Linked DNA regions of Sus scrofa: region 2 is linked to region 1. The links are chromatin contacts, called in public Hi-C maps. All regions are on one chromosome and are shown on one strand. The core of a region is the stretch at or near the end of the contact, and the rest is flanking DNA. Distances in the headings are between cores, read along the strand shown. Region 1 overlaps MSRB3 (methionine-R-sulfoxide reductase B3). Region 2 overlaps HMGA2 (high mobility group protein HMGI-C).

What was found. A called contact is a pair of places that touch in the nucleus more often than the background predicts.
Region 2: a Hi-C map of embryonic fibroblasts shows a contact between it and region 1, with 5 times the contacts expected there. A contact is called at or near these places in 4 of 47 Hi-C or Micro-C datasets (embryonic fibroblasts, fetal heart ventricle, heart right ventricle and 1 more).

What each region holds. Positions count from the first base shown.
Region 1 is chr5:29,728,918-29,731,749 of Sscrofa11.1, reverse strand. All of the region lies in intron 1 of MSRB3 (methionine-R-sulfoxide reductase B3), which reads right to left. Among named protein-coding and RNA genes, the nearest start is that of MSRB3, 35 kb to the right of the region's middle.
Region 2 is chr5:30,243,786-30,246,617 of Sscrofa11.1, reverse strand. All of the region lies in intron 3 of HMGA2 (high mobility group protein HMGI-C), which reads right to left. All of the region lies in intron 1 of LOC106507220 (a long non-coding RNA gene), which reads left to right. Among named protein-coding and RNA genes, the nearest start is that of HMGA2, 57 kb to the right of the region's middle.

The DNA.
Region 1 (2,832 bases), core at 115-2,614:
AACAGTTGAAAGGAATTAGCATTTACTGGGTTTGTACAAAGTGACAAGAACTGTCTGGGGCCAAATATACAGATATTATGTCATTTAATTCTTACAATAAACTGAGGAGATAGGTTTTATCTCCCTATCCATGTGTGAAGAAGCCAAATCTCAAAGGTCCAAGGACACAGAGCGAATAGCTAGTGAAAGAAGGGTTAGACAACCTTCTTCTATCTCACTATGAAGCTACGCTCTCTCCTCCCAACACGCGGCCTTCTTCCAGCAATTATTTGCACATCTCCCTCCCTGGAGAAGACTGCAACATATTGTAAGATGAAGAGATTTCTTTTATTAGAGTTTCACGTTTTAAAAAAATAAAGAGCCAAATAACCTAAGGACAACTAGGAGGCTTCGCTTTAGAAACAGTGATAAGTTTAAAGAAGGCATATCGACTATGCATTTTCATTTGATCTTATTCCTTATAATTTCTACATCAATCTGAAAACAACCCACACATCCCAGCCTTAAAAAATGGTAAAAGTATTTTTTAAAGCTTTTGGAAATGAATCATGTGGAAGAATTTCAAAATTGTGTAAATGTTAAACTTTAAAGAAAAGTTCAGTTAGAATTTTTTTTTTTTAAGTTTTGGACAATCTTTCAGTTGGTAAAGATTAACTTCAAATGAAGGTGGAAAATACTAGGTTATTATTCACCTCCAATACTTTATTTAAAATTAGCCTTATAAGTGACCTTAACCACTAAATGTCCAAAAATGGATATAAAATTAATGTCTCATTCATTTCCTGACCCTCATCCCACTTGCCTCCCCCCAAATAAAAGTCTGTTCCTAGTCTCTTCTGACCTCCACAAAGAACAAACACATAATCAACAGTAATATATTTTACCAAATCACTCTGCAGTGTATCTGACAGAAATCTGCTTGTACTAACATGCCTAAACACTGACTTCTCCAAACTAAACTCACTACAAAACTAAAACATTTTTCTGTTACCAACTGGAGACAAAAGGGAGGAAGAGGGAAGGTAAGTATCATAATGCACAGCCTGAAAGAACCATTAAACATAAATAAACATGTCATTTTCACGAGTGACTGCAGAGCAGAGAAAAGAGAGCATTCCTTTGGAGCAGACTACTGACTAATAAAAGATCAAAGGTCTATACCTCACAACACTATAAATAAAAATGTATTTTTTTCCTTGTGACCTTCTCTATGAGGAATAAAGTGTGCACGGTAAATGTAATTACTTAGCAAAGCTGCAGCCTCATTGTGCTCCCGCAGCTGACCATAAAATGTCTTCCTATTCTGTTTCATCAACTGCTGTACCAGGCGGCCTGTGCGCCTACCAATGGCCAAGGCCATCTGGCTTGTGTCAAAGCCAGCGCACAGGAAGAAAGGGAGTGATGTCACTCTGCAGGTCAGGCAAAGAACAAAGCTGCATTCTACAATTAAAAGCTGAGGGCCTCAAATACCAGGGGCCCTCCAGCATGATAAGACGGCATGATTTAATGTTCCAACTGTAGTGCATTTATTTCTACCCAAATAGCCAGGGCTCCATCTAGTGGCAAATTAGTTTTGCCCAGTTTTCTTTAAATGCACTCAGCTACATTAGCACCAACAAAGTAGAGTAATAAAGTGACTACTTTAGAGCATTTAGCCTTTTTACACTGAAGAATGCAAAAAGTATGATTTGTCACAGTGTTCTCCATTGCCAAATCTCACAAAGCATGCATTTCATAGGTTAGGATTTGACATACTCCTAATTATTTTAATGCTTGCAGAAAAAGCAGCTAATTTTGCAAAATTGTTACATGCATAATGTAACATTTTATAACATTACTTACATGCTACCCTGAAAATACGCAGCTGAGATGGAAAGTGAAAAACCGTTCTAAAGAATGGAACACATGCATCTGAATGCCTTGGTGAAATCAAACTCATAATATTATACTCTTACAAAAGGATCATAGTTAATATGATTCTAACATGTGACACTAGGAGCAACTCTTCTCTAGAACAGAAAAAGGAATAGTTTTATGTTGAAATGATTTAACGAATTTAATTTTTAACTTAACATTTTCCGCTTGGTTTATGGTTGCAGTAAATGAAATAAAATACTTTGACAAACTAATCTAAAATGCAAAATGCATGTGGATGAAAGATAGGACATCCAATGGATGTGTGTAATCTATGAGATCAGACTGCCTGGGTTTGAAACTTGCCCCTGCCCCTAAGGAGTTGTGTTACTTTGGCAAAGTTGCTTGCCCTCTCATGGCCTCAGTTTCCTCAACTCTAAAGTAACAGTTAGAAGCTCCTGTCATGGCACAGCGGAAATGAATCTGACTAGGAACCATGAGGTTGCGGGTTTGATCCCTGGCCTCACTCAGTGGGTTAAGGATCCGGCATTGCTGTGAGCTGCGGTGTAGGTCACAGACATGGCTTGGATCTGGCATTGCTGTGGCTGTGGCGTAGGCCAGCAGTTGTACCTCTGATTAGACTCCTACCTAGCCTGGGAACCACCATATGCTGCAGGTATGGCCCTAAAAATCAAAAAAAAAGAAAGAAAGAAATTAATTAACTAAGTTCAACTAGTCAAAGGCACTTGGAACAACTCCTGGCACATAATATATGCTCCTAAACATTAGCTCTTCTTAAATGTGCAAACATTTGCTTTATTTTAAAATTATATTAGAAATTTCTAACAGTCTACTTACACCCAATCTACTTATACCTATTTAGAGTCAGCAGGTCATTCTCCAAACATAGAATCCTATTTAGGCCAGAAAACTTACAACTCTTGGATTGATTTCCATGGTAGGAAAAAGATATCCTAA
Region 2 (2,832 bases), core at 203-2,702, 510 kb before region 1:
CTCACCTGCATTCCTTGCAAGTGATTGGAGCCCTAGAAGTCTGACCTAAGCTTTGGGCTTCTCCAGCAGAGAGCAGTGAAACACTGTCAATAAACTTAATTCTGGAAACCAAGGTCGCTTCCAAGTTAAGAAAAAGGCAAAGGCAGAACTGGCAGTTGCGAGAAACTGGGGAAACTGGGCTTGTAGATTTTCAAAGCTGGATGTGTGTTAGAGGTTTGAGGCCGAGGCTGACAGCATTGCCTGTATTTAGACAATTAAGTGTTCGTCAAAATAGCACTTTAGAGCGAGACAGAGGACACAAAAGAAAAAGCATATGTTCTCCCAAACTAGTCTCTTACTTTAAACGTGTGATTACTCTACTATCGTACATTTATGAGGTCGCTTTGATTTGCCTTCAGCATTATCACAAGGTCAACTCTCGAATCCCATTCTCTAGGCGAGACATTAACTGCTTGGTAAATCAAGGGCCAGGAGGAGTTTGTACATATGCATTCTACAGGAAACGTGGTTGCTGAGAGCCATTTTAAGAAGCTGTGGCTCCAGTTCAAAATGAGGTTCCTAGTGGGGATGTGTGAATGATGCTTCCAGGTGAAGTGATTTATGACATGACACGTGAACTTGTTAACAGTCTAACGCAAAAATGCAAAACTCCCTGGACACCCAGCCCTTCGCTGGGGTGCGAATGGGTTCTTCTCCTTCCAATCAGCAGAAGCTGATGTCAGAGGATATGAGTGAATGGACTATGTTTGCCCTAAGCTGCTCGCAAAGAAAACACCTACTTTCACAAAGGAAGTAGGAGCATTAACGATCCCGCTAGCTGGTCCAGATGATCTGACCTGTTACTTTACTGGGATGGAAAAAAGTTTAACCCGTTACATTTTTTGGAAGCAGAGATGTCAGAGATGTTACTCTGAAAAGACGGTAAAAAAACTGAAAACCATAGGCAGAGCACTCGTTTGCTCTGCACAGGCAGGAGGTAATACTATGAATCCATCTGTGGCCCCATGAGTTTCTATTCTGAAACGTTTTGCTGTCTTCAAGGGCTGGGCTGGGATGCCAGTCTGTGTGCACAGGCTGCCAAAATCCTGAGTGAGGCACGGGCGCTACCATCAAAGGGGAGAGGTCGGCATGGCAGCTTGCCTGCAAAGCGCCCTCTACAAAGGATGAACTTGGAAGAGACCGGCTCACATCAAAAGTCACTGCGTGTTTTACATTCCCCCAGTGCCCAGGGTCATTTTACCTTCCATTGGCAGCTCCTCTCAGTCAAGCTAACTCCCAGGTCTTGAAGGAAAACTCCCTCCTTCTTTACCCCTCCCAAAGCCCCTCTCCAGTCCCATCCCAGTGAAAAGAAACACCTCACAACCAGAAGACGAGGGGCAAATGGAGCTGCACGCCTAAGGGAGAGGCTTCCCTGGGACAGGAGCCTGTGGCCGTGTGTTGCCCTGCTTGGGAAAGTGCAGCCCGGGGGTGGCTCCATGACAACATTCCACCCCCTCAGCCTTTCCCAAGGTCTCAGTTGAGAAAACGTATTTTTTTCCTTTTGCCTTTTTTTTTTTTTTTTTTTTTGGGTTCTTATCAGTTCAAACAAGAACAATGAATTCCTCAAGCCCACAAAAATGTGACAAGGTGTCAACAAAGCCGACCAGGAAGATGATGTATGGCCCATGGGCTGCTGCTCCCATAAATCACAAACCAGAGCTGGCAAAGAATGAACCTTGTGAGCAAAGTGCAAAGGGCCAGCTCCCTGCATCCTCCAACAAGCACCCCACACCCCGCCTCTCCCAGAGCCCTCTCTGGGGCACACCTGTCACCCTGCACCAACAAACCGGCTTGCTTCAAGGCTAAGGGCCTTTCCTCCCGAGGCAAATACTGCTCATACATGGGGGAGCACTGTATCATTTATTGTGCTGTAGAGACACGTGTTGACATGGCTTTGTTGAAGGCTGTCTGGAAAATTCTACGAGAAACCCTCATTTCAAAGGTTTGTAAACGGCAGAAGTATTTGCTCTTTGGTCCAAATTTGATTTAGAAAGTTTGGGCTTCGGTGGTGAAAGGATTTTTTGGTTTTCAAAAACTGGATGCCAGAAATGGTTTTGCCTGCTTTATAAATGATACAAAAGAGGAACAGAGAATGACCAACTCAGCATCGCTTTCTGGGTTCCTAGGATGTGGCTTTCTTGAAAGAAAAACTGGATGTATAGTTGTGCACATACCACAATTAGGAGCGAGATGAGACTATTTAACATTGCCTTATACAAAGTAACTTATTGGCAAATACAGAATTACCACATAAGATTTTTCCATCACTGTTTTAACATTTCAAACTGTTTTATACTTGACATCATGATTTGGGGGTAAGTGGATGATGTAAACTCCCCGTGTAAACTCCCCTGAAAATATTTAAATACAAATTTTGCAGAAATTAGAATCCATTCTAAGAAAAGCATAATACGGAACTTCTGTTGTTTTTTTTTTTAATGTCTTAAATATATATTTAACTAACAGACCAGATCAGCTAAAGGAAATCATTTATAAAGATGTATTAAAATGTAGACCAATCTGTAGCTGCTGCATTCTTATATAATAAGTAGTTTAGGGGGAAAAGAAAAACTGTCCAAAGAAACAGTGTTAATGACAAACAAGAAAGAACAATAAAAGAGAATAAAACCCACCGAAGCCCATGCTAACAGAGGCCAGGGTGAGCCAAGTTGAATGTAGTTCTACTGCTTCCATCCAGCCACTTTTTAAAAATCAAAGAGTTTCAAACTAAACAGAATGGCAAGGATGAGCTCATTCTCTACTGACCAACCTCATCTTCTTAATGACAGTAAA